Regions from separate parts of the Mus musculus genome. Here regions 1, 2, 3, 4, 6 and 7 are each linked to region 5. The links are chromatin contacts, called in public Hi-C, HiChIP or PLAC-seq and promoter capture Hi-C maps. All regions are on one chromosome and are shown on one strand. The core of a region is the stretch at or near the end of the contact, and the rest is flanking DNA. Distances in the headings are between cores, read along the strand shown.

Region 1 (3,941 bases), core at 467-2,966, 450 kb after region 5:
CAATCCCCTTTCGAGAGCACCCAATCTGATGCCCCATGATCTCTGAGCCCTAAAACCACTAAGACCACCTAAATCAAGCCCAGATGCATTCTAATCAGTCATTCCTGACATTTAAAAACTTTTCTAACACTCTTACCAATCCAGTCTAGTTTCCACGGAGTGTCTTTCTCCAGGAAACCATAGTAAATCTAACTTATTTGGCTCTAGGGGGATTAGCTTGGTTTTTGCTGAAGGCTTTGATAGGTCTTAGGAGTGTTGTGGCTCTCTCTTCCCTTGCTGATTTTCCTTGTCTTGAACACTAAAGAGCAGTGCCTTCCATATTCCTGGCTGTAATGTCTATGTTCTCTACCTATGACCCTATGGATGCTTTCTATGGATCTCTGATAACATTCCCTGTAGACTTTTCTTTCAGTTACTTGTATGGACAAGAGAGTACTCCTGCTTCACAGTGCTAGGACTATAGCTTTCTAAACGCTCTTTGTAACCAAACAAAGAGTGAATTAGCAGCACAGAGCTTTGAAGACCCTAGGTAAACCTGGCAAGATTTCAATAACTTAGTTCACTTCACGATTTTTATAATAGTCTCTCCTAGCTATATAACCTCTCAATTTACAAACATAGCTTTTCTACATATATTTCACTGAGATATTGAATCCAATTTTTAAAATCTGCAAAATTAATAACAACAATAATAATAATAATAATAATAATAATAATAAAATAAAAACAAGAAGCCTGGAGGACAGAAAACAAAGAATCAAAAATAACACATGGGGCTTTGAAGTCCTGACTTCAGTTCTTTCTTTGGCTCTGATGATGGAAAACTAAGTCACAAGTCTTCATCTAAAGAGTTCTCAACTCCAAAGCTGTACCTCACCTACTCATATGGATCACCTCCCCTTTTCCTCCTCCTCCCCACAAGCTCTCTCGCCCCTCCCCCATGCTGGATAAGAGCTCTAAGACTAAGCTAAAGCTGCAAACCTCCTTTAATTTTTTTTTAAGAGTTATGGTTTTGCACAGTAGCCCAGACTGGCATTGAATTCACAGCGATCCCCCTGCCTCCACCTCCCAGTGTGGGGGTGGGGGGACCAGGAGCCACCAGCTAAGAATAAGTACACTAGAGTTACCCATGCTCTGAATGAGATGTTGAGAAGGCCAGGCTGTCAGTTGACCCGTGGTTCCGGGGAAGTTTCAATTCTTCAAACTGGGGGTTGGGGGGTGGTGGTGGGGTGGTTAGAAAACCCCCAAAAAAACAAAAGAAAAGAAAAAACACCACGTCAGTTTTAAAACTGCTTGGACAGCAGATTCTTTTGGTTCTCCTGAGTCCCAGCTTCGAATCATCGCGAGGGCCTGTTGTGCTCCTCTGAATGTGGGAATGATCTAGATGGGGGGAAAAAGAAAAAATAGAAAAGTGAGGGCTGATAGAAAAAGCTCTTTCGCACCTTGGCCATCAGCTCACCTCTACCTTCTTGGAGTGGGGTGGAGGGCATTCTTATGAACTCCCTGGGGTCCTGGGGGTGGGAAAGAGGGCAGGAATGAAGGCTGGGCCCCAGCATCCGCAGGAGGATAGGCTGTGCTGCAGAATAACCCCGAGAGAGCCTGGGCGGTGCAGTCCCAGTTGCCTGCAGAGCCCAGCAGCCAGGAGAAGCTGGCTTTGGATTCTGTCTTTGAAGAGTTCTCTGGAAGTTGGAGGGGCGGGGCAAGCGGCGCTCTCCTGTCCTACTGGAGACTTGCGCGGGAGTGTGAGCAAGAACTCGGGCTGGCAATCACAGTCCCAGGGGTGTCCCACTCCTGGGCTGAGGTGGACACAGGGTGCTGCCCACGGGGTCGGTAGGGCGCAGGCGCCGGTCTGGCAGAGCGCAAGGGCAGAATGGAGGGGCTGGTCTTGCTCAAGGCCCTGGTCACCCGGCTGCTGTTCCTGTTGCATTCCCTGGTCGCCGTCTGGAGAGTGACCTGGGTGAAGGAAGAGCACCGTTACTGGCTGCTGGCCCTGCTCAACCTCTTGCTGGTCCTGGAGACAGTGCTCACCCTCAAGTTCAAGCGCGGACGAGGCTACAAATGGTGAGAGTGCCCTGGGAAGGGAGGGCGCACAGGGTCCCGGGCATTGTTCATCACGGTCTTAGCAGGAGGAACCAAAACCTTGTCTCGGGTGTTTGTGGTTTCCTTGCTGGTATTTGGGCACCCTTTGGTTCTCCGTGGAGTTTGGTCGGCACATGGGATACCGATGCATCTTTTAGGCATGCCAGTGGTACCTTGGGTCCCAGCGCAGCACTGGGAAGGATGGAGCCCGGACGGATGGACTTAATTGGCTAATCAGTTAAAACCATCTACGCTAGAGGAGTGGAGCTGATTGCTGGGTGTCCTGCTTTCTTAAGTTAGAGTGCGAGCCAGGGGCCTGTCATGGATGTCCGTGCAAGAACCGGGATGCCTTGTGGGGCAACAGAGATCCATGAAGAGCTGAGCGCTCCTGAAGCCTCTGCCGCACAGTGCCGCCCCTCCCCCCACCATCAGCACCTTTGGTTTTTAGTCTCTTCCGCTCTCCATACCCCTCGCTGCGCCTGAGGTTTTAGCCACTTCCAATTTCTTCCAACCCCAAACGTCCCCAGCTCTTCCAGTGTGGAGCCAGTTTCAGGTGTCTGGGTTTGGTGGCTTGGGAGCTTGGCAGCCTACTTCGGGAACCAGGCATGGTTTGTGCTACAGACACTGGGGGAGGGACCAGCAGGTAGCGGGTTTTGTCTTAACCTCAGCATGGAAACTCTCTGGGTTCCTCTGGCGGCTGTAATTCCCTCTATAGACCCAATGCAAGTGGAAAGGCTAACACAAAGGTTGCCTGGCCATTTGCAAAGAGTACCCACTGATGCCCACTCTTACCATCCAGGGCAAAGTTATGCCTCGCGCTAACCACCCCCCCCTTTGCTGTTGCATTAGCTGTTATGTTCAGGAACAGAGAAGCCCCCTTCAACAACAGTGCCAAAAGGCTATATATTTCATTGTCACTGTGGGAAAAAAAATGGGCTTTGAAGCTGATATGAACCTTAAAGTCTCTGCTTTTGAAAAATGTCTAGGATTGTCGATGCTGAAGTTCATGGAGGGACCGGGAATGGTAGCAGAGCAAGGATGGGCTTGGTACTTCCTAAAATCCCTTCCACAGACAGTTTATTAAGCACGAGATATTTGTGGCAATTTCTAATCGGACTTCTTGATATCACAAAGAAAAATCCTATTCACTTCCCCAAAGAAGTCCGATTCATATTGGGGGGAGGGGGGAACAAAAGAGGGGAAAGTGTAAGTTATCCCACACTCTTAAAACAGATAAACCTGAGATTTGTTTGTTTGTTTGTTTGTTTGTTGTTGTTGTTTTTGCGTGGTTGAAATACACTAGAGTAGACTTATCTTCTATCGCAGGAGGAGGTCTGAGACCAAAAACTGTCCGTGTAAAGTAGTCCTGACACCAACCACGAGTGCTTCTGGGACAAATGTCAACCTCAGACTCAGAAAGGAGCCAGCTCAGCAAAACCTGAAGTAGCCCATTAGCCGCCAAGAGTAGTCCAGGGCCATTCTGGGCTGGTAGACTATTAGCCTCTTGTGTGCATTTTGCCTGACTGCTGATTCAGGCTGCTGTGGTGTTTCTACCCAAGAAGGGAAAAATCATCTGGACAAAATGTGTGTCAGTGAGTCAGATTTCTGGGTAACTGGAGCTGGGCTGGGTTTAAGATGTGGGCTGCAGAACTGGACTTAAAGTGGAATAGGTGACGGGCATTCCTTCCTTCTTACTTGCCATGTGGCCCCAAGGAAGTCACTTGATGTCTGTTCCAGATCTGCAAATATGTATGTCACAGGCTGTTGAAGAATTATGTGGACATATATGTGTTGATGGTTAATGAATTATAAGAGGTTTTCTTTATCTCCCATTTTATTCCCTTTTGTACATATTAAAACAT
Region 2 (3,783 bases), core at 83-2,582, 430 kb after region 5:
ACAATTCATCACTTTCATGCCAAGTGACCTGCGTTCCAAATGTTTCTGGATTGCACAAACTTGATAATTATATTAATCACCACAGTACTCAAAATTGTTTGTTTATTCTTTTTTTCAGCCTCCCTCCCTATGACTGGTGACACCAACATACTGTTTTGAAACCATAATATGGAATCTTGCCCAAGACATTGAGGAATTTATGATCCAACTCTCTAAACATCAGGAAAATATGTTGTCTGGTTGATTTTTTTTAAAGAAGAGCTTCACTTAAGATCTAGGTCCAGCATGTGAATTGAAGAGAGAAATCAAAATAATGAGCACATACCCACCATTGGACTGATGCTTTAAAACTAACATTTGTCCTCTGAGATCATAACAAATATTTTAAGCTTTCATCTAGGATCAGGAGGCCAAATTAGACTTTGTAACATAACCAGTAGACATTCATTCTCTCTCAGCTCTAGAGGCCTGACATTCCAAGACGAAGTCCCAGCAGATTATATCCTAGTGACCCTTGTGCCCCCGGATTTAAAAGGCTACCTCTGGATATGTTTCCATGTGGGCATTTCCCCCTCTACTTCGCACTGCCTTTTTCTTTAAGAAAGCCAGTCTTCCTGGGCTAAGGCTTTACCTCTATACATCCATCTGTTCTCGGTGACCTGCAAATGCCCCTGTCTTCAGATACGGTCGGGTCTGAGGCTTTCATATATGAATATAGAGTGATGGACTCAATTCAGGGCATTACATTCTGATGAGATGTCAGGAGAGAAGCAAAATACTTTACATCATCTTCCGAGGAAAGACCTAATTTTTAATTATACATAGGATAGATGTAGTCTGGTATAGGAGCATGGTGTTTTTCTTTTTCTCACTTGCTGATTATATATGATTACTGTAGGTGTATGATGGGGATGGTAGGTAAGTTCAGAAGAGAAAAATTATAAGAGTTGTGTCTGTGGTCAATTTGGGTGGGCCCCAGGATACCCAAGAATCCAACCATTGTTCTGCATATCTCTGCAAGTCTGAATTTGGATGAGATTAGCGCTGGACCACAGTGTGTGAAGTTCTCATGCAGCAAATCAAAGATGTGAATGGAAGATGCTGAGTTTTCCTCCAAGAGAAGAAGAGATTCCTCCTGTCTGTCTGTCTTTTTGAAGGAGAACGTCTTTCTGTTCTGGAGGTCAAAGAACTGAGACTCACAGTTATTTCTTGTTTCTATGGATCCCTCTCAGTCCTTCTCAGTGTCAAACTGGATCTAGATGTGGAAAGTGGATTGTGGTTGATTCAGTTTCTCTTGGGAACTCTGACTCATGCAGATGTGAATCTCCAAAGCCAGCGGTCTACTCCTCCTTACTTGTTCATGTGCATTGTGACTCTTGCCTACTTAGTCATGGTTGTCATCCTGTTGTTGCAAAATTTAGAAATCAGAAAAATCTCAGCCATCATTTCTAGTTTTATGACTCCTTGTGTGAATCAGAAGCTTGAGTGATTACACAATATTCAAAAGACGAAGAAAAGAGTCTTCTGAACTTTCTGATGCACAGGCCACATGGCCTAGAAGGAATCATTTGTCAGCTGTGACATCTAGATTCCTCCCTCTGTAAAACGGGAATGAAATATATCCCCTTTCATCTCACAGCATCTCTTCAGATCTCATGATAGCACATGTCAAAGTTCCTTAAAAGTATGAGTCTGTTGTGTAACAGAGTTTGCTAGGAATGCTGCATGGTGTACACATGACTTTGTTAAGATGGGTTTATCTTGAATTAAATGTTTCTACACCTGGCACTGGAGGTACACCTCAGCAGCTAACAGCACTTGCTGTTCTTGCAGAAAACGGGGTTGGGTTTCCAGCACCCACACGCTGGCTCATAGTCATCTGTAATTCCAGTTCCACGAAACCCGGTGACTTCATCTGGCCTCAGCAAGTACTGAATGCACATACATACATGAAGGCCAACACTCATACATTAAAAATAAATAAACTTTAAAAAATGTTTATAAGTTTCCAAAACTTAGGAAACATCTTTTGGAGGTAGACACCTTTGGGAAACTTCCAGGCAGCTAAGGCCACTCTTCCTTCTCATTCACTGTCCTGGCTGACTTGGGAAATTCAGCAAAGATTCACTCTTCTAGCGAAGGTTCTAGAATTCTTCCATGACCAATGTTTCCATAAGGCACCAGAGGACCAGAGGAGGCACATGCATCATGGTAATCTCCAAATGACTGATCCTATGGGCTAGCCTCTTCTATAAAGGTCACATCTAGATGGTGATTGTCCCATGTAACACAGAGATGTTGGTGGAGTTGAACATATGGAGTATGAATCATTGCTGTTAACAATGGGAGCACAGTTTCATCTCAATTAGCTTTCCTAAGATGTTTTCAGCATGTCTTTCAGTATGGTAAGCCCTAATGGTCAGAATGATGGGCAGTTCTTTTTTTCTTTTTCCTGTATAGAACTCTAGACCATGGGGATGAACACTTCAGAAAAGAGTGAATTGCAAGGAAGAGCAGCATCAAATAAAAAAAAATGTCAAGAGTAGAAAATATGCTGAATTAGTCTACTTTCCTCTCAATCCTTTCTCACCTTCCACCTACCACTCCGAGCAAGAATCCTTCTGAGAATATTTTCTCAACTATTTTTTCTTTTGTTCAAATTACACAGAAAAAAAGAATTGTGTGATTAAAGCCAGCAGAAGGTTTTGTGTTTCTTTTTGTCACTGAGTCATAAAGAAAGAAAACAAAACACACTAGGCTCAACCTAAATCTAACCAATCACATAACTTTATTAAACACAGCATCAACAGAAAGAAAATATGTAGTGCTTTCCCAGGAAGGAATAGTGCCAAGAATAGAGTAATTTTCTGGCTTTGTCTTTGATATCTATAAATTTTGTTCCATGTGGTTCACTATGTTACTGAACAGCTGTTGATATTAAACATGAGGAGAAAATCACAAATAGACAGTAAAATACATCAGGGGTTAGCAGATACTAACTAGCCATACCCCACAAGGACCCTATTCATATGTATTTTAAACCTCAGACTAAGCAAAACATTTTCTTTTCTATTATTCTATCTCCTCATTTTTTTTTTTGTGGCCAAGTGTGTATTGGATACAAAACTTGTTCAGACCAAAACTTGGCATGTGAGCTCTTGATTTGACTGCAGTTGGGTTACCACCAATTTGCAAAAATGAAGTATGAATAATAATCTTACTTATGAGAGTGCAAAGTAAAATAAATCTTTGCTTTGCCATCTTATCAAGGAATATAAATCGATCTGGCATGCAAGTCAACCTTAATTTCTTATGTAAAGGTTCCAGATGTTGTTACAGCTCTGTTTTATAAATATAACCAGCATGTTAGACATAATGATAGATCTAAAGATGCCATAGATCTCAGACATGGCTCTTGCTCAATGAACTCCATCCAAGCCTTGAGCCATATGATTCAGAAACTCGACTGGGCTCACTTGAGAGCTTTGCCTCGATGCCTATGCTTCTGGCCACCAAAGGCTCACTGGTGAACCTCCTCCTGCTCCAGCAGAGGATTGGACATCAGCTCCCAGCAGCTCCCCACTTCTAGTACCCTCAGTTCCAGGGAAATCTGAGGCCACTGACTTCCACAGGAACCTAAGCACATGGGCAGTGTCACATAGATATACAGCATTAAAAAACAATAAGAGTAAATCCATAAAAGGGGAGGTTTACAAACGTTATCATAGCCTGCACTGAGACTAGCCTGCCAGCTTGACAAGTGAAGTAGGCCCAGACCCTCAC
Region 3 (3,846 bases), core at 706-3,205, 400 kb after region 5:
TGTTTTCATTGATTAGACATTTAGGTGTTTTATTGTATGTGTATGAGTGTTTTGCATATATGTATGTATGTGCACCACGTATATGCCTGGTAATTATAGAAGAGAGTATTGGATACCCTAGAACTGGTTTCAGGCTGTTGTGAGCCTCTACATCAGTACTGAGAAGCAAACCTGGGTCCTCTGCAATAGCAACAAGTGCTCTTAACTGGTGAACCATCTTTCTTGCATCCGTTCCAAAAAAAATTTTTTGAGGGGTTCATACACTTGCACACTGTATTTTGATCTGACCCACCCACTGTACCCTCTATCCATCTCCTCAGAGATCCCTCCTTACTATGTCTCCCTCCAATGTCTTATATTTCCCCGCCCCCAGATTTGCTGGGAATATTCTCAGGCTTCAGAGGACAATAATTATCTACTCTCTAGTTGAAATTCTATGGGAGATGCCCAGGCGAAATGATTGCGCTCGAAACCACAATTTCTTAGGCTCTTCGGCAGAAAAGCAGTATTTGTGTTTCCCACAGCATGGCGGGGGTGGTTGACTAATAAACGCTTGCATGTTATTTCAAAGATGACAAGGGCCAGCTATTACAGTGTATTATTATCTCATTCTCTTTCCCGAGCTGGTGTGAGTGTTGGGTTACGGCTGGCTCGCCCATCTACTTACGCATGTTCTCTTCACTGGAGGAGTCAAATTTCAGCCTAGCACAATCGATGAATGTTTATGAGGCTCATTATGGGTCTAGACTCCCCTCATGCTCAGTGCCATTATGAGCAAACACTAAGGCTTGGCTTTGAACCTCGTGGTATCTTATGCTGACCGGCTTCACTTACATCCTGGTTTGTGTACTTGGGGTCCTGTTTCTGTATTCTGTAGAATGCTTGGCCACTTGCTGGCATCACATAACTGTCCAATAAAAGTAGTGATAAAGTTGTAAATTGTTCTCTTGATTTGCCTCCATATTAAAAAATAGACTACACAGGAAGAAATACGTTCTCATGGTTTTTGGCAAAAGACAATTCAAAGCCTTTGTTAATGGGAACACAGACTCTTCTCTCTCCTGCTTAGTAATCAGGAAGATGAAAACTATTTACGCAAAGAATCCTGGCTGGATCATCCTTAAATCATTTATAACTCACTGAGTGCTTTGAATAATGGAGAAGCTAGGGGGGCCTCTGATTCAATTTTATCTCCTTTGTTTCTTTACTATCTTTGTGCTTTCTTACATTTAGAAGAATGTTACAAAAAAGAGGGTTGGGATTTTTTTTTAAAGAAAAGCTATTAAAAGCTTTTAGGAGGACTTGAGCTTTAATCAAACCTTTCTGTATTCAGGGAGGCCAAATCTCCATGGACCTGGAGACAGCCTGAACGTTAAGCATTTGAAAAGCAAACTAAATTCATGAGCTAAGCCTTGCTTCCTTCCCCTGTCAGCCTTATCATTCTTATAATAGATGCGACATTAGCTCAGTACATTCTATGACACAAAGTCTCCATTAGATCACAGTATCAAATGATGGGAGCGCATATTTACCTGACATTTTTCATTTATAAGTGCTACATTGCATATGTATTCATCTTCCTAGGCTAATTACTAAAAATAAAAAAAAAAAACCCAAAACCTCGGTAGTTTAAAAACTGTAGCTATCTTCCATGTTACAGTTCTGGGCCCAGCTCAGCTCAGCAGGCTCTCAGATCTATCTCAGCTGCTGAAATCAAAGCTGTACATGGTGTAATTGCTTGCAGGAGGCTCTAGGGCTGGGTTCAACTCTGAGCCTTTTTACACGGTTCTCAGAGCCCCATTCCGTAGGACTGTGGTTTCTGCTTCCTTCCTGGGTATTACGTAGATGTTTTTCTCAATAAGTACAGGCTACCTGCCTCTGATGACTAACCAGCTCCTCTCTCTCTCTGTAAAGCTAGACATCAAAGATCAAGTCCTTTTACGTGTTGAACCTTTAGCTCTCCTCTCTTCTCAATGGCTCACTTGATTCGATTAGGCTCACCCCAATAACCTAGAGCAATCTTACCATATCCTTATCTGGAAACTCCATTCTGCCCTCTAGTTCTTTTGCCATGTCAGCTTTGTACGACTCTGTGGTCAGGAAAGTCCATATTTTCCTTAGCTTATGGTGTGCATTAGGCAAGGGTTGCAGCGTTAGTCTGAAAGGCTTGTTTTTATTTTATGTGTCCAGCACATGTCTGTGCACAGTGACCCTGCAGAGCCCATGAGGGATGGTTGTGAGCTACCTTGCAGTTGCTGGGAACTGAGTTCTGATCCTTTGAAAGGTGACAAGTCCTCTTAGCTACTGATCCATCTCTACAGCCTCAGCTATCCTCATTTATAGATGAAGGAAGGCAGTGTCTTTGTGGTGTAATTAGTAATGATAATGAGAAGGTCAGTGGCTGGAGATCTTAGTTTCTGCTATTGTTAGCTTTAATTAACATTCAAGAATGCACAGCAAAATATTTCATCTGGGGACGTGAAGATGAAAGATACAGCTTATAATAGTTAATCTTCGCTGTTAAAATACCTGGACTTAAAATCAACCAGAAGCCCTACCTCTGTATTATCCTGTGAGGGCATTTTTCAGAGAGGTAGGTCCCATCTAAATGTGTGTCACGCCATCTCATTATCCCTGGTCCTAGTCTGAATAAAGAGGGAACCATGAGCTGAACACCCACATTTATCTCTCTCTGTTTCCCTGGAGATGTAACGTGACTAGCTGCTTCATTCTCCTGTCAGCATGGCTTCCCATGGTGATGGTCTGTATCCCTTCAAACAGTGAGCCAAAAGAAGTCCTTCCCTGCTTAAGTTGCTTTAGACAGACGCTGTGTCACAGCCATAAAAATAAGTGGTTCAAAGCAACCACACTCCTGCACCAAAACCCACACAGATACATACACAGACATTTTAAAAAAAATTAATATTTATAGAATTTGTATTTTTTTTTCTGTGTGAGTGTATGCATGCAAACCTGGGCGTGAAGCAATGGAGGGCCATGAAATCATACGCTAGGGAAGGCATCCATGTATAATGTGCCCTCACACTTAGGGATGCAAAGACATGGGGTTGAATGGAATAGACTAGACTAGGCTAGACTAAACTAGAAGGCTATGAAAGGAAAAAAAAAGAAAAAGAAAAAAGAAAATGAGTTTAGAGCTCTGATCCCAGCACTCGGGAGTTTGCAGCAGGAGAGACGAGTTTACAGAAGTCGAATCACAAACGATTTTTTTTTTAACCTCAACAACCAACACCAAACAAAAAATATCCAAGTCAAAACTGTTGATTGCTCGGTAGCTTTCTTTTCCACAGAACAGTTTTCTTGCTTGAGGCAATAGGACACAGGCTGATTATCCTGACCTGGGTATTTAAATATGGTCTTCAAGGTGAGCAAATGCATCTCATTCAGAGGAGGCAAGTGATAGTTTTTGTTCTCCATGAGGACATTTGGGTTTTCAAGTTTAGCATCTGAATCCTTAAAGGTTTTTCTGGTTTTGCTGTGTTTGTTTCTGAGACAGGGTCTGACCATGTGGTCCAGGCTGGTGATTTGGTCCAGGCTGACCTCGAATTCACCAGCCTGTCAAGTACTGAGATTATAGACATGTGTCACCTCATGTAGCTTAAAGGTTCTTCTCTGACAAAATTTGATGGTGTGTTGATTGATATACTTTGTTATAGCTTCATGTCATTATTGGGATTGTTTAAATAATTTAGTGACTCAGGTTTTCAAAATTGCCAATTCGAGATACTCCAAACTGCTCATGGGTAACAATCCACCAAAAGTGAAAGACAGGCACATAGATGGCTGAGCACTACGGAGAAAAGGCTCACCCAATGTGTGTCTAGA
Region 4 (3,935 bases), core at 170-2,669, 480 kb after region 5:
CTTGACCACTGAAACGGTTCTCCAGGCAGACCTCTCCCTTTGTTTCTTAATCGGAGCAATCTATCAATTTCAGGATGGCACTGGCTGATGCTTGGCCTATTTATTTATTTGTTTGAATTTATTTATTCATTTATCTTATTACTCAATTATCTTGTACTAATGCTTTGTAAATAATATTATTGTTGTTCATTTTTATATTATTTGTCTTATTTATTTTATTAATGTATCTATTTGATTTTCAGTGTCACTTTTACCTTGAATCTTGCACAATTCCAATACAATGAAGTAGTTTGCAATTTGTAACTAGAGCAGAAATGGATATGGAACTTTAAACACTTACAGCCACACCTACTGAAGATGTGGGATGTATTCAGATGCACACCTGTGCTCAGAGAACCTTCATTTAAACAAGACCCAGTTGGGCCCTCTCTGCACATGCCTCTACTTTCTTAGTCAGCTGAGTGCACAGGAGAATTTACCATGTCTTTTTAGAAGGTCTGTAATAGATTTGAAGTCTATTCATCACTTACATGAATTGGTTTAAAAGTTTTAAAGTTGGTTTTAAAGTTTCACTTTCATTTCTAAACAAACCCATCATGTCTCTGGACCACTACATTCTTTTTTTTTTTAATTTATTTTTTATTAGATATTTTCTTTATATACATTTCAAATGCTATCCGGAATGTTCCCTATACCCTCCCTCCACCCTGCTCCCCTACCCACCCACTCCCGCTTCTTGGCCCTGGCATTCCCCTGTATTGGGGCATATAAGGTTTGCAATACCGAAGAGAGGCCCCTTGGACCACTACATTCTAAATGTGAGCTTGCTCGCTCTCTCTCTCTCTCTCTCTCTCTCTCTCTCTCTCTCTCTCTCTCTCTCTCTCCCTCCCTCCCTCCCTCCCTCCCTTCCTCCCTTCCTCCCTTCCTTTCTTATTTCTTGGAGACAGGGTCTCTGTGCAGCTTTGGAGATTCTGTAACTCACTATATAGATTAGGCTGGTGTTGAACTCATGGAGACCCACCTGCCTCTGCATCTTTAACGTTGAGGTTAAAGGTATGTACCAACATGCCTAGCCTTTTCAAATTGCATTCTAAACTCATTCAGCTCCTTCCAGTCTCAAGGAACCTCTCACTTTGAAAACCCAATCTCCGATTGATCAAGATGGCCTTAACATGTTTTATTGGGGTACAGAAAACGACTGGGGAAGGAATGGCTGCAGGGACAGGAAGCTGGCCTGGCAGACAGGAAATGAGATAGAAGAGAAGTCGGGCTATAAAAAACCCCAAACCCCATTCCCAGCGATATACTTCCTCTAGCTAGATTCCACCTCCTAAATTTTCCATAAGCTCTCCAACAGCGCCACCAGCTGGGCCCCAAACTAGAGACCAAGTGTTCAAACACAGGGTCCTACAGCAGGAATCAGTGGTGGGAGGTGGGGGAAGGCTGACAGTTTATATTCAAATTACAGTCAGCCTTGGCTTTCTCTCTCAGAGCATTTCTTACAGGAAATCTGAAATGGTTCTTCACTTCCCGCTCCTGTTGAGTTGTAATCTCCTCTCAGCTCTTACAGACATAAGATCCCTGTCTTCCAGATGTATTAAAGAACCTAATGAGCGGACAACATCATAGAGGATGAAGGGGCTCCAATCTTGCAGTGTTTGTGGGAACACCCGGGCCTCACTTTAAAACTCAATTAATAAACAGAAATCCCCATCCATTTTAATCAGCTGCCCCGCCCCTAGCCCCACCTCCTCATCAATCAGCTGCGCCCCCCCCCCCTCCCTGGGGGTCCTCCAGTGCTTTCTTTCCTAGGGTTTAAAACCTCTCCCACCTTTTGTTGCAGCATATTGCATTGATTCTTCCCACCAGCTGCAATCATCTGGAAGAAATTTTTCTTGCCCCTTTAACTTTATCCTACACAATGTCTCTCTCCCTCTCCCGACGGCAGCTGAGCCGGGAGCATGCACGCCCTAGACATTGCTCTTACCTGCAACTGTGCTACATTAAGGAGAGTCAATGATGCTGGATTTGTTGCTTGTCGCTGGTTAATTTGCACAGCATGGATGGTGATCTTTGACAGCGTGTCTAATATAACCCATATTTGTGAAGGGGGGGAGGTATCTGTTGACCTTTCTATTGGCCGTGGCTTCTCTGTCAAAATGTTCATGAGTCTAAATTGAGCATATTCGGGAGAAATAGTTCATCACCTCTGGGAACACCCTCTATAGGATTTCTGAACACAGATTGTTTATTAAAAAGAAAAAGTCTGTTTCAGCACCATTACTATATTTCAGAATATTTGACAATGCAGAAAAGGCCTTTCGTATGTTTTTCCTGGGCTCAATCTCGTGAACTCTTTTTTTCCCCTTGAAACCTTTGTGCTTTCTCTTCTCTTTCTCTTCTTTATTGTCTCAATGTGTTTGTTACACTTTTAAAAGTGCATGAATCCTATTTGTGCACTGTCTCTTTTATACTAAAAAAAAACTCTCCATTTTAAAAAAATAGTTAAGATAATCAAAGAGTGACTTATTTTATATTTTTTTAATTTATTTTTATGTGCATGGATGTTTTGCTTCCATGCATATTTGTTTTTTTGTTGTTGTTGTTCTTTTTGTTTTGTTTTGTTTTTGACAAAAGTGGTTCTTTTTTTTCCATTTTTTAATTGGGTATTTATTTCAATTACATTTTCAATGCTATCCCAAAAGTCCCCCCACCCACTCCCCCACCCACCTACTCCCACTTCTTGGTCCTAGCCAAGGCTTGGTCTGTACTGAGGCATATAAAGTTTGCAAGTCCAATGGGCCTCTCTTTCCACTGATGGCCGACTAGGCCATCTTCTGATTCATATGCAGCTAGAGACACGAGCTCAGGGGGGGCGGGTAATTGGTTAGTTCATATTGTTGTTCCACCTATAGGATTGCAGATCCCTTCAGCTCCTTGAGTACTTTCCCCAGCTCCTCTATGGGGGCCCTGCCATCCATCCAATAGCTGACTGTGAGGATCCACTTCTGCGTTTGCCAGTCCCTGGCATAGTCTCACAAGTGACAGCCATATCTGGGTCACTTAGGCAAAATCTTATTAGTGTATACAATGGTGTCAGCGTTTGGAAGCTGATTATGGGATGGGTCCCCGGATATGGCAGTTTCTAGATGGTCCATCTTTTTTTCTCAGCTCCAAACTTTGTCTCTGTAACTCCTTCCATGGGTGTTTTGTTCCCAATTCTAAGAAGGGGCCAAGTGTCCACACTTTGGACTTCGTTCTTCTTGAGTTTCATGCATTTAGCAAATTGTATCTTATATCTTGTGCATTTTAATTTCTGGGCTAATATCCACTTATCAGTGAGTAGATATTGTGCGAGTTCTTTTGTGATTGGGTTACCTCACTCAGGATGATGCCCTCCAGGTCCATCCATTTGCCTAGGAATTTCATAAATTCATTCTTTTTAATAGCTGAGTAGTATACCATTGTGTGAATGTACCACATTTTCTGTATCCATTCCTCTGTTGAGGGGCATCTGGTTTCTTTCCAGCTTCTGGCTATTATAAATAGGGCTTCTATGAACATAGTGAAGAATGTGTCCTTCTTACCAGTTGGAATATCTGCTGGATATATGCCCAGGAGAGGTATTGTTGGAATCTCTGATAGTACTATGTCCAGTTTTCTGAGGAACAGCCAGACTGATTTCCAGAGTGGTTGTACAAGCTTGCAATCCCACCAACAATGGAGGAGTGTTCCCCTTTCTCCACATCCTCGCCAGCATCTGCTGTCACCTGAATTTTGATCTTAGCCACTCTGACTGGTGTGAGGTGGAATCTCAGGGTTGTTTTGATTTGCATTTCCCTGATGATGAATGATGTTGAACATTTTTTCATGTGCTTCTCATCCATTCAGTATTCCTCAGGTGAGAATTCTTTGTGTAGCTCATTTTTTAATGG
Region 5 (3,625 bases), core at 68-2,567:
TTTCGTAATTTCCGCCCTCTTAAACATATCAAATACTTAAAAGAAAAAAAAAAAACGTGAACAATATCAAAACCCACTAAAAGAAAGCTACCCAGCCCAGGAGCCAGGCATGAAGTAAAAAAATTAAAAAAATTAAAAAGCAAAAAATATGTACATTAAAATATGTATATTAAAGCATGAGATATTAATCTTCAAGAAGAGGTAGCTAAACGAACACACACACACACACACACACACACACACACACACACACACACACCCTGGAACAAAACCCTTCTTGACAAGTTATTTGATCTTGACTAAAATCAGCAGTTGGACGGTCTTTGTAAAGCTGACAGCCAAACTCTGACAATGGTAAAATACTCCAGCCCCAGTTAGTGGCGCTACCCCTTTAAAAAACGAGCGGATCCTGCTCACCGCAGAACTGAATACAGTATTTTCAAGCTTGCCTTATAATACGCATTACTGGAGGGGGGGGGTAGATAATAAAGAAGGAAGAGAGGGAGAGATAGGTTTACCACCTCGCCATGGTCGCTATTTCTGCCCTGGGGAGTGTCTTCGGGGAGGAAATAAAGTTTCGAGCTGGATAAAAGTTGCCGGCTGGTCCTTTCTTCCCACAACAGCTGGAGCTCCGCTATGCAAATCGGATCCTTTGGCGTACATCTTACAAAGAAAAAGTCGCCAAGGGACAAGATTCTTGGTTTGCCTTCAAGGTGGAATTGAAAAGCCTTATAAAAAATATAAGGTCCGTGCAAGCCACACGGTGAGCCGACCCACTGCAGGAGGGGGAGAGAGAGGGAGAGAGAGAGAGAGAAAAAAAAAAGCACCACGTAAATAATGTAGCCATCAAGCACAAATATCTATTCCCAGGCACATTAACACACAAGACTCTCAATACAGACCGGCCCACAGATAGAACGCTGGGTGAAAAAATATTACAAAACCCACTAATTTTCTGCCTCCCTTAAAAAAAAAAAAAGAAAGAAAGAAAAAGAAAAGAAAAGAAAGAAAGAAAGAAAAGAAAAGAAAAAAAAAGCCCTCCGGGTCCCCACCACCCCTCCCCAGTTCCCCATATGAGGCGATAAAATTACATTATGTAGGTATGATCAGCGCAGGGATTTTTAAAAAAAACAATAAAAATGATTTTGGGGGGATGCAGAGGGTAAAAGTTTGGTAAAAAGTTTGTGGGGGGTGTGAGGGGGTGTGAGGGGGTGGGTGAGCTGGGGGGCTGGGGGGTGCCGGGGGGCGCCGGGACCGCAGGAGCGGAGGAGAGCGAAATACCTGGAGTGAGTTGGGCTCCATCTCGACGTTCTGAATTGATTGAACTCAACATTCTCTCCAAACTTGTTGGCTTGAATGGATTGCATCAGGTCCTGGCAGGGGAAAGCATTCTCTGCTTGCAGCCGGCGTGATGTCTCAATATAAAACTAAGCTCTAGCCTCCCCCTCAGCACCAAAATGATTGAAAATATATCCTAATATTTCCTCGAAGACTCAATTTTCATCTCCTGTAAAAAAGATGTGGGTTTGCTGCCAAAGATGGGTTGATCAAATTCGAAATAGGGAGAAGGGCTAAGTCCGACCTCGGCGGGAAGAGAATGGATCAAGGCAAAAAGCAGACAGGAAGATGTAAAAAAAAATTGAAACCCATCCTAAAACCAAGTAATGAGGGTATCTTTCTCTTCTCAGTTCCTCGTGTCTGTGGGTAACGTCGGTTGAGATTTTTGGAGCAGACCAAGTCTCTCGAGCTGCGTTGTGCATCTGACAGGACCTGCTTGTATATGTCTAATATAAAGAACATTTCCTGCAGAGATTCCGGGGCGCCGCTCCTCTTTCTAATGCTCCTTAGCAGATTTGCTGTTATTAGACATGTAGATTTGTTTGATAGTTAAATTACGTTTCCTCACTGCCATGTTTGAGAGAACTAATCTGTTAAATTATCTTCTGATGCCTATTTACACGGAAGGGAAAAGTGGGTTATCGATTATATAAACATATAAATATTAATGCATTTGTTCGCTTCGCAAAAAAAAAATACTCAGCAGGGGGGAAAAAAAGGAAGAAGAAGAGCAGAAAGACAAGTGAGCAGTACACACACGTCTCGTGATTTTGCAACAATATTGAACGGACAGCAACTACATTTAGGGAGAGGAACAATAAACCATGCATGATAAATCAATACATGCGAGCCGCGAGTCTGCTCGGAATATGAATTCGGGCTCTGGGTTCTGCGTGTGCATTCTTTAATTTTGAAGTATATACACTCGTACGTGTTTACAATGCTGATGGACGCCAAGGGCTCTCTCAAATGATAATGTGTTTATATAACCCGGCGCTACAGGAATAATATACCGACTTCTACCCCACCCCCAATCCTTCCCGTGCCCCCCTCCTCCCAAAAGGGAGGGGGAGCTTTCTCGGTAATAGTTTGAAACTGAAAAAAATAATCCATTTGCAAACTAGTTAAATACCATCAGAAATTAAGCTGTTGGAAACGGAGGTGGGGGGTGGTTAACACAACGTAAGACAATAAAGGTTTTAAATGTGTATATTTATTGTTCTGGAGCCCTGGAGCATTGCGCGGTTTGCATGCACGGCTATTATGCAAACAGAGAAACTTAAGAGCCACAGAACAAGGAACAGGCAGGGACTGCAAAACCCTCGCTCGCTGCGACCCAGCTGCCGGTCCTCCGCCTGGCTCGCTTGCATTTTCGCAGCATTGATGTAAAATGGTGTACTCGCTTCCTCCACCCCTTCCCGGCTCTCCTCCCACTCTTTCCAGCACCCCTCCCCAACCCCCCAGCGATTTTATTATATTGGCACCAATCTTTCCAGAGTGGGTCTGGCAGGCTAAAAAAGTAAACATGTACTATATGGGGGATAAGGTTTGTATAGTACGACAGTTGAAACTCGATCCGCGATAAAATTACAGGATGTTGAAATTACTAGCAAGCTATTTTTAACGCTTTCGCAACGTTTCACCTCTACCCGCAGCATCGAGTTGAGACAGGATTACTTTAATGAAAATTATATTCACATGGCTGAAGTTAATACACCCAGCAGAGCACAAACGCCTCATCTTCGGTGATCTGGCGGTGGAAGGACCCTCTGTGTGTGTTTTGACGCTTTTTTTCCATAACGTCTGCCTCCGCTGCAGTAAGAATTAGGGCGCTTAACATTATCTAAAACACATTTTTTTGATTCAGAACATGGAGAAGTCATAAAAAAGGCAAGATGTATCTTGTTTCTATATACACAGAGATAAACGAAAGAAAATGGCAGATCCTCCAATTACAATAAGTAATAAAAGCCCATGCCAAAAAGCCCGTATTCTGGAAGCTGTCGAAAAGCTATTTTAATAATTTAAAGTAATATTCCAACTCTGCACCGTGGGGGAGGACAGTGTACCAATTTACAGTCTTCCATCTTTTGCATTAGCCAAATTATGACCTGCACATCACTCCTTAATTATCTTCCTTGAAATTTCATCTGATCTTACCATTTCATAAACATGGGTTAGAGAGAGAAATTACAGCCCTTTCGCCCTCTCTTTTTAACTTTATGGTGCACGCTGCAGACGTTTGATTAGAATAACCCATTTTGTTCATTTTTAACATATGAATGGA
Region 6 (3,546 bases), core at 599-3,098, 490 kb before region 5:
GACAAGCTCTCTGGCTACCGAGGATGTACGCTCAGGGCTCAGTGTCCATGAGGATCAAATCACAATTGAAGGGTGATGTGTATGTGTGATGTTGGGCACTTTCCTCCTTTAATATTGTTTGGCTCTCTTCATCTTCTTCCTTCCTTGGTGCTTTGGTAAGAAATGTCCCAAATAGTCAGTTGGTAAAGTGTTTTCTGCCTCAGTATAAGGCCCTGAGTTCAGACCCCCAAGACCCATGTAAAAATATGTGGGGCAAGATGGCTGCATTTATCAACCTAACTGTGACAAGGGTACAGGAACACTCCTGGAGCTTTCTGATCAGATCATTTCACCAAATTGATGAGCTCCAGGTACAGTGGCAGACCCTGTCCTAAAGAATCAAGATGGAGAACTGTGGAAAAAGACATCCAGTATTCATCCCTGGACACTACATGTCTACACCACATGTGCACACACATGAACAGGTACACATACACAAGCAACAGACACACACCTCTCTACACACACACAGAGGGAGAAGAAAAGTCAGAAGTAGACTAAATAAATCAGTGTTGTCTGTTTCACCTAAGAGTGATCCATCTGTTGCCTTCAGCCTCAAGGTGTCTTGTGGAAAATGAGGTTCTGGGTATGAAGTTCAAGACCTTGCCCAGGCTCTTTCAAGACAGAGAGCACTCTACCGCCAAGCTCCATCTCCATCCCTCGAATTCCTTAAAGTATCATTTTGCAAACACTTAAAACCTCAGGTCATACATTAAGAATACATTCCATCATCATAATTTCATGAAGATACCTTGAGAGACTCCAGTATCATCATATCACAGATGAAAATACAGATTGGGGGTGTTGTAGTTTATGTGAACCTTCAGGAATACTACGGTAAGCAAAATGGTGGGAGCCCTGCCCCCGAGGACGCCCTCATGCTGAAACCTGTGCATGTTTAATGCAAAAGGACTTTGGAGGGTGTTATTAATGGCAAAGTGTAAGGTGTTCTGGGTTATCCAAGTAAGTTCAAGATAATCACAGGGCTCTTTTCAGAAGGAAAAAGGAGGGCGAGAGCCAGTGTAAGAGGCAATACTACAGACTCACAGTCAGAGATCTGGAGGCTACATTGTTTTGGAAATATATACCATTGTCCAAGCTATACTTAAACCTCTATAAGCTGGGAGAGATGAGAAACAGGCATTTCTTCCAACATGAAGAAAGACACAGTACCTTCCTGCACCCCCAGTACCTTCATTTGAGCATGCTATGACCTGTTTTGGATTTCTGTGCCCCAGAGCTGAAGACACTAAATTTGCATTGTTTTACAGGTGATGCAGGGCTGACTAAGGCCAAAGGATGGTAGGTGTAATCCTGATCAGGAGAGGAGAGCAATTAAGACAGGTGAAATGGTGAGAAATGATGTTTCCATGGCCTCCTTTTTCTCAGACCAATATCCTGTTAACTGTTGCTCTGATCGCTCCTCTTTTTCTTAAGCAACAATCATCTCCCCATTAGAATTCCATAGACACAGGAATGAAGTCATTTTACTGCACGTTTATTTAATCATTGAAGGTGTGTGTAAGGAAGTGGGCAAGTGGAACTCAGAGGTCAGTTTTCTCCTCCCATCTTGTGAGTCTTTGAGAAGTGAACTCATTAGTGTTGACATCAAGTGTCTTTACCCACTGGGCCATCCTGCCAGCCTCCATTAGTCCTTCTTAATCATGGAATTCTGGCTTCTACCCCATTTAATGGGACTACTTGACAGTGTGCTGCATAGTAACTCTCTTAGTCACAGGTTGCTCTGACTGTTACTTAGGAACACCATGGAATCGTACCCACTGGAAGTACTCCAAGCTCCAAACTCCAAATTCTGAGTCATCTGCTTGGGTTATAAAGTCAACAGTCACAGACTGGCCTTGCATCACTGGACCCAAACCTTTGACCTAACTTTCCCGTCTAAGGTGAAGAGAAAATGACAAAGCAGTTAGCTTTAACCCAGCTTATCTGTTTGGCATTGCTGCAAGAGAGCACTTGAGACTTGGTTACTTAACATAAAGAGAACAGCACTTGGCTCAGAGCTCCAGGAGTCCGAGACATACACGACTGAAGTGTCCCTTCAAGCTAGGTCCTTCTGCTTTTTAAAACATTGCAGGATACAATACATCATGAGAGGACACACCTAAGAGAGGAGGAGAACTAAGCCTGGTTCGTAACAAACCCACTGTCATGCTAACGAATCCACTCCCAGGATGGCGAGTCTACTTGTGAGCAAAGAATCCTTATGACCTGGCTATCGGTTAGCCACTTGGTGAAGATCCTGCCAACTAAAATCTAACAGGGAAGCTTAAGATTCCAGTAAAGAGCAGGGAGTAGAGTGTTTCTGAACAGCACAGAGCTATGAGGCAGAGGTACCTATCAACAGAATTAGAGAGCGATCCAGGCAGACACTAGAAGATAAACTCGTTTATCTTCTCACATCTGCCAAGTCATGAAGGGCAGCTGTGTGGCATATCTTCTGTCCAACTTGCTTCCCAATGGCTCGTTCTGCCTTGAGTATAGCAGCTATAAGAGATGGGGGCAATGGTGGAACTAGAGGAAACTCCAAGTGCGAGTGGTTCTATTGGCATTAAGAAAGTGACACCAGATTTTTCTTCATACAGAGGACAGTGGGTCACCAAGTGCTGTAGACCCAGTGAGAAGATCACTGTTGACTCCATAGGAATTCTCGACATGGCTTCTACCTTTTGAGTGTGCAATGCTTTTTGTGTTAAATCATCTTTTTTTCCTACTTTAGGAAATAGAACCAGATTATAACTCACTCCACAGAATTCATATTGCTTCTGCTTGCACCCCCCCCCCTTGCACTTTTAGCATTAAAACTCCTAGGAATTAGGACACAACTCTTCCTGACCCAAATATGAGTGGTTTGGTTTCTGACAGTGGACAGAAGTTTAACAGGAAGAGGACGAGCAAAAACAGAAGGCAGGTTGGTTCCAAGAAGAAAGGCTTAATGAACGGGGTGCTCTTAGAACTGACTTTCAATGTGACAAGGATTTTCTTCAAGCTCCTCCCCCCACTTCAATGCCCCCATCACTCTTGATTCTCTCTGTGCCTTTAGTTTGCATTACTGTACAGCGTTTACAGTGTGCCATGCCCACTCTACATATTTTATGTAAAGATAGCCCCTAACTTAATAATGGGTAGGCCCACAATTTTCCCACTTCCCGAAGGAAGAGAAACACTACATCATTAAGCTATGACTTCTGCTTTTTCATGTAAAAGACACATTTTCAATTTAGAAGCTTGATAGGAAGAGAGCCCCCATTTTAACCTGGGGTATGAAGCCATAAATAATCCCATAGAATGTATACTGTTATTTTGCATGTTTTAAAAGTTATTACACCATACCACACTGGTCACAATGTCAAGTTAAAGGTAAAGTCACCATTGCAACCCTGGCATTCTGGCTTCAGGTTGTGTGCCCTTGACTACCATACTGTGGCTCTATGGGGACTTGAGGTAAGGATCCGGGGAGATTGTCACATCTATGTCCCTTCAAGGTTA
Region 7 (3,582 bases), core at 483-2,982, 310 kb before region 5:
ATCCATTCCAAAGGTCAGAATCAGGACTACAGGTGACGAAAAGTCCCATGCTGATATTAGATGCTCTTTCGCTTTTGGGATACTTATTTCGACTGGAAATTTTCTTTTGGTGAATGTTATAAGAAACAAGTGGTCACCTTCCTGTATGTAGAGAGAGCTTGAAGAAATGAAATTGCCATGTATGAGATGGAGTAAATTGGTAGGAAGGAATTAGAAAAGTGAGCTGCTGAGAGACAAGTTTTCATTTAGCGGTATAACATCGCTTCAACTGCTAACGGAGCCATAACTGCAGAGTGAAGCTTACTCACAGCTCAGTCAGTAGCTCCAAGAGGAGATAAAGCTATGTTTTTCCTACTCTCAGTTGTGTGTTCTGAGCCCCCAACCCTATTCCCTCCCGTGGTGGATGAGCGAGCGAATCCAGCTTTCTGGGTATCGAAGTGGCAAGAACCATTTTGCAATTCAAAAGATTCGGATCCCTTTGAGGCAGTGATTTTGAAAGTGTGGCTCTCTTTTTAAGTCCATTGACCATCGCGACAATAGGCATTAGGCATGACTAGCTGCTGAGTGCATCTGTCACACTGACCCACTAAGAAGGGGAAATTTGTGCTGGTGGAAGGGATTTTGCAACCTGGAAAATTCTTTTTATCTTTCTGTTTAAAACAATACTAATTATTCTATCACGGTGTTTAATATGTAATATTAAACTGTACTGCTATATAAAAAAAGTACAACTTTAAGAAATTTAAAAATAAATACAGACTCTAAGTTTGAGAGAAAATTACTTAATAGTCATTTGAACACAACTGGCCAGTGAAGTTTATATAGAGCTCAAACCATATTTTGAATCTTTTACACTTCTGAATGCGAACTAGGAAGGACGGAGATGGGTGATCTATTCCACGTGTTTAATAACAGGGGGTGCACTGGGTCTGGTGTGTAATTACTCATCACCCACTGTTAGCCTTACTGTGGTACCTATCAACACAGCAAGTACTTCCTACCATTACTATGGGGCCCTGCCGGACCTGTTTGGACATTCATACCACAGCAAATGCAAAGCCCAAACCAACAGTGTCACAAGGCCCAGTGTTCCCTCTCGCTGACAGCTGAAGTAATGGGTTTATGTTCTTTGTCACCAACGCAGAGCCTGCTAACCAGCCTCCCCCATTCTTAAACAAGGTGGTGGCACATTCTCCCAATTTTATATTTACCAGAAAGTACCAGGAAAGGCACCTTTCAGCTTTGCTCTTCTGCTTTGCTCTTTCCAATGAGAAGGTCCCACTGATAGACTGGCTTAAAAAGGCACATGGAGCTGGAAAACAAAGTGCTGTACCAAGATTGTAGCAACTGTGGTCAGAAGCCAGCTCAGTGTTCACTTTGCAGTCGCAATAAAAGCTAATCCTTTTCAACCTTAAAACAAACTTATTTTTCTAAAATCGCCTTCGGTTTTTTTTTTATTTTAATCGGTCAAACGGTTGACTTGTAATAGAAATTCAAAAGCTTTAGGCATCTTCGGAAGAGAGGGGACAGGTGGTCATTGAGATGTTTTGGATGGTAACAGCTCCACTTCATGTGGAGGTTTTCAAGCTTTTCATTCTGCAGTTATCTCACTTAGATCTCCAGTTTGTGTAGCTTCTCTGGTGTTTTCTTCTTGAGGCTGGCTCTAAAACAAAGAGTACATCAGCTCTGTGTTTCAAGTGGCACTCTAGACAAGTATTTGCGCAGGCTTTACATTTCTCAAACACCTGCACCTAGACGGGGCACCCCCAACAAGTCTGGGGAGCAGAAGGGAGAACTCTTAGTTCTACTTTATACATTAATTACCTGGAGCTCAGAGGTGTGAAATGACCCATCAAATGGATATTAGATAGCTGGGCTAACACCATACTGAAACCCTCTCTCCTCCATTGGTTACTTCTGACTATTAGTTTCCATTGTTAATTTGACACAACTAGAGTCCCATGGGAAGTGAGTCTGGGGATTGTGTAGATCAGGATAGCCTGTGGGCATGTCTGGGGGTGTGTGAGGGGGAGGGTGTCTGTCTTGATTACTTCATTGATGCAGGAAGGCTCTGCCTAAAAGTGGAGGGCACCATTCCCCAGTCTTGGGTCCTGAATTATTTAAGTGAAGACGCAAGCTGAGCAGTAAGTACCCATGCATTTGTTTCTCTGCTCTTCCCCTGGGATGTGACTTGGCTAGCTGCCTTGGATGCTAAAATGAACCCTTTCTCCTGTAAGTTGCTTTTTGTCAAAGTATTTGCTCACAGAAACAAACCTCGCATCCCCTGAGATGAAGCAGGTCATGTTGTAACATTAAAAGCCCTCAGACCCAGGAGCTCAAAACAAAGAATGTGTCCCCATATGTGCAGCTCAAGATAACTCTTGAGTTCTCCCATTCTGAAACCTGGGATAGCACACTGATTCACATTCTGGACACTTGCCTGTCATTGGGACAAAGACAAAGGAAAACTGCAACAAAGAGTTACACAGCCCTCCCTGCTCTTCCAGCTGTTTCCTCGGCCTCTTCTGTGCACGGTTCATCAGCAAAAATCTCACGGGACATCTGCGTCCAAAAAGGGAACCCTCTGAGGAAGCAGAACAAACTGGAATCCTTTTTAAATGTTGCTACTTATAAAACAGACAGGAAATGCTCACTGTACTCTAGCTCCTATGGGCTGTTGCAAACTGCAGGAGCAAACCCGGTTCTGTGGAGGGAGAATCGGAAGCTCACATTCAGGATCTTGAGTGACATGCCGTAGCTCCTACCTTGTAAGGATTTGTGCTTCCTGTCTACATGTGTTCTGAACTCAAAACCTATGAGCTAAGCAAGAAAAACCATCTGCCCACGAGTCCAGTACGCAATGGAGATGTGTTTATGGATCAGCTTAGGCTCTGTTCCCTTCTAGAAAGGAGAAATCTGGGCTGGAGCTGTGAACTCTCATAGAGTAAATGTTTCAGAGGTCTTCTGTCCCCAGTGGGGAGAGGAATTTTCCTTGAAAGGGGACTCTGTAGTCCATCATTCTTCATAATTCTCAATTCTACCATCTGGAAAAGGCTTCCTTTCTGTTTTGCCCCAAATGGATATGTGTTCTTCTGTGTGTGTGTGTGTATGTGTGTGTGTGTGTGTGTGTGTGTGTGTGTGAGAGAGAGAGAGAGAGAGAGAGTGTGTATGTGTGTGTGTGTGTGTGTATGAAAAAGGGAGAGAGACAGTGTTTGTGTGAGTGTGTGTGTGTGTGTATGAAAAAGGGAGAGAGACAGTGTTTGTGCGAGTGTGTGTGTGTGTGAGTGTGTGTGTGTGTGTGTGTGTGTGTGTATGAAAAAGGGAGAGAGACAGTGTTTGTGTGAGTGTGTGTGTGTGTGTGTGTGTGTGTGTGTGTATTTTGACATGAGCACAGAATGTTAAGAATTCAAGACCAATCAGCCACTTGACATGGTTGCCGGGAACAGGACTCTAATTCTCTGCAAGAACAGCACATACTCTTAACACTAAACTGTCTCTCCTGGCCACATGCTTGACATTTTTATATCAAGCTAAACATCTTAGCCAACTGTCCACTGGCACAGAGAGCCTTGTGGCTTCCAG

The links. Promoter capture Hi-C pulls out the DNA fragments that hold promoters and counts their contacts. Hi-C and Micro-C count contacts between places; a contact is called where the count stands out from the background. HiChIP or PLAC-seq counts read pairs in DNA pulled down with a chosen protein or histone mark.
Region 1: an H3K4me3 HiChIP or PLAC-seq map of bone marrow-derived macrophages shows a contact between it and region 5, with 3 times the contacts expected there. The contact joins the promoter of Tmem26 here to the promoter of Arid5b in region 5. A contact is called at or near these places in 1 of 39 promoter capture datasets (liver) and 8 of 115 datasets of contacts at active chromatin or transcription factors (bone marrow-derived dendritic cells, bone marrow-derived macrophages, craniofacial prominence and 5 more).
Region 2: a Hi-C map of the C2C12 cell line shows a contact between it and region 5, with 2.6 times the contacts expected there. The contact joins the enhancer-like site here to the promoter of Arid5b in region 5. A contact is called at or near these places in 6 of 39 promoter capture datasets (the 3T3-L1 cell line, 3T3-L1-derived adipocytes, hippocampal neurons and 2 more), 2 of 484 Hi-C or Micro-C datasets (the C2C12 cell line and embryonic fibroblasts) and 3 of 115 datasets of contacts at active chromatin or transcription factors (bone marrow-derived macrophages, embryonic limb bud and large pre-B cells).
Region 3: a BATF HiChIP or PLAC-seq map of CD8 T cells shows a contact between it and region 5, with 7 read pairs. The contact joins the enhancer-like site here to the promoter of Arid5b in region 5. A contact is called at or near these places in 3 of 39 promoter capture datasets (hippocampal neurons, liver and pre-B cells), 2 of 484 Hi-C or Micro-C datasets (CD4 T cells and cortical neurons) and 4 of 115 datasets of contacts at active chromatin or transcription factors (CD8 T cells, bone marrow-derived macrophages, craniofacial prominence and 1 more).
Region 4: a promoter capture Hi-C map of second pharyngeal arch cranial neural crest shows a contact between it and region 5, with 5 times the contacts expected there. The contact joins the enhancer-like site here to the promoter of Arid5b in region 5. A contact is called at or near these places in 13 of 39 promoter capture datasets (the 3T3-L1 cell line, 3T3-L1-derived adipocytes, the HPC-7 cell line and 8 more), 1 of 484 Hi-C or Micro-C datasets (cerebral cortex) and 5 of 115 datasets of contacts at active chromatin or transcription factors (the NIH/3T3 cell line, bone marrow-derived macrophages, embryonic limb bud and 2 more).
Region 6: a FOXA1 HiChIP or PLAC-seq map of pancreatic cancer cells shows a contact between it and region 5. The contact joins the promoter of 4930543I11Rik here to the promoter of Arid5b in region 5. A contact is called at or near these places in 1 of 39 promoter capture datasets (liver) and 2 of 115 datasets of contacts at active chromatin or transcription factors (bone marrow-derived macrophages and pancreatic cancer cells).
Region 7: an H3K4me3 HiChIP or PLAC-seq map of bone marrow-derived macrophages shows a contact between it and region 5, with 4 times the contacts expected there. The contact joins the enhancer-like site here to the promoter of Arid5b in region 5. A contact is called at or near these places in 1 of 39 promoter capture datasets (the C10 cell line), 2 of 484 Hi-C or Micro-C datasets (CD4 T cells and natural killer cells) and 6 of 115 datasets of contacts at active chromatin or transcription factors (bone marrow-derived macrophages, fibro-adipogenic progenitors, forebrain and 3 more).

What each region holds. Positions count from the first base shown.
Region 1 is chr10:68,722,030-68,725,970 of GRCm38.p6, forward strand. It overlaps Tmem26 (transmembrane protein 26), which reads left to right and starts at 1,717. Exons shown (of 6, transcript NM_177794.3): 1 at 1,717-2,061. The coding sequence starts at 1,871.
Region 2 is chr10:68,704,314-68,708,096 of GRCm38.p6, forward strand. No RefSeq gene overlaps it. Among named protein-coding and RNA genes, the nearest start is that of Tmem26, 18 kb to the right of the region's middle. Within about 2 kb of position 1,333, at least 39 of the 459 cell types and tissues checked have an H3K27ac peak or open chromatin away from gene starts, as enhancers often do. A contact at or near this core is called in the C2C12 cell line, where this site is marked.
Region 3 is chr10:68,671,881-68,675,726 of GRCm38.p6, forward strand. No RefSeq gene overlaps it. Among named protein-coding and RNA genes, the nearest start is that of Tmem26, 50 kb to the right of the region's middle. Within about 2 kb of position 1,956, at least 60 of the 459 cell types and tissues checked have an H3K27ac peak or open chromatin away from gene starts, as enhancers often do. A contact at or near this core is called in CD8 T cells and craniofacial prominence, where this site is marked.
Region 4 is chr10:68,758,117-68,762,051 of GRCm38.p6, forward strand. The region is part of intron 4 of Tmem26 (transmembrane protein 26); the gene reads left to right. Among named protein-coding and RNA genes, the nearest start is that of Tmem26, 36 kb to the left of the region's middle. Within about 2 kb of position 1,420, at least 12 of the 459 cell types and tissues checked have an H3K27ac peak or open chromatin away from gene starts, as enhancers often do. A contact at or near this core is called in pre-B cells and second pharyngeal arch cranial neural crest, where this site is marked.
Region 5 is chr10:68,277,409-68,281,033 of GRCm38.p6, forward strand. It overlaps Arid5b (AT rich interactive domain 5B (MRF1-like)), which reads right to left and starts at 1,318. Exons shown (of 10, transcript NM_023598.2): 1 at 1,282-1,318; 2 at 522-776. The coding sequence starts at 1,302.
Region 6 is chr10:67,783,895-67,787,440 of GRCm38.p6, forward strand. It overlaps 4930543I11Rik (a long non-coding RNA gene), which reads left to right and starts at 1,849. Exons shown (of 3, transcript XR_380531.4): 1 at 1,849-2,968.
Region 7 is chr10:67,963,754-67,967,335 of GRCm38.p6, forward strand. The region is part of intron 2 of 4930521O17Rik (RIKEN cDNA 4930521O17 gene); the gene reads right to left. Among named protein-coding and RNA genes, the nearest start is that of 4930521O17Rik, 8.2 kb to the right of the region's middle. Within about 2 kb of position 1,733, at least 67 of the 459 cell types and tissues checked have an H3K27ac peak or open chromatin away from gene starts, as enhancers often do. A contact at or near this core is called in bone marrow-derived macrophages and stem cell-derived neural progenitor cells, where this site is marked.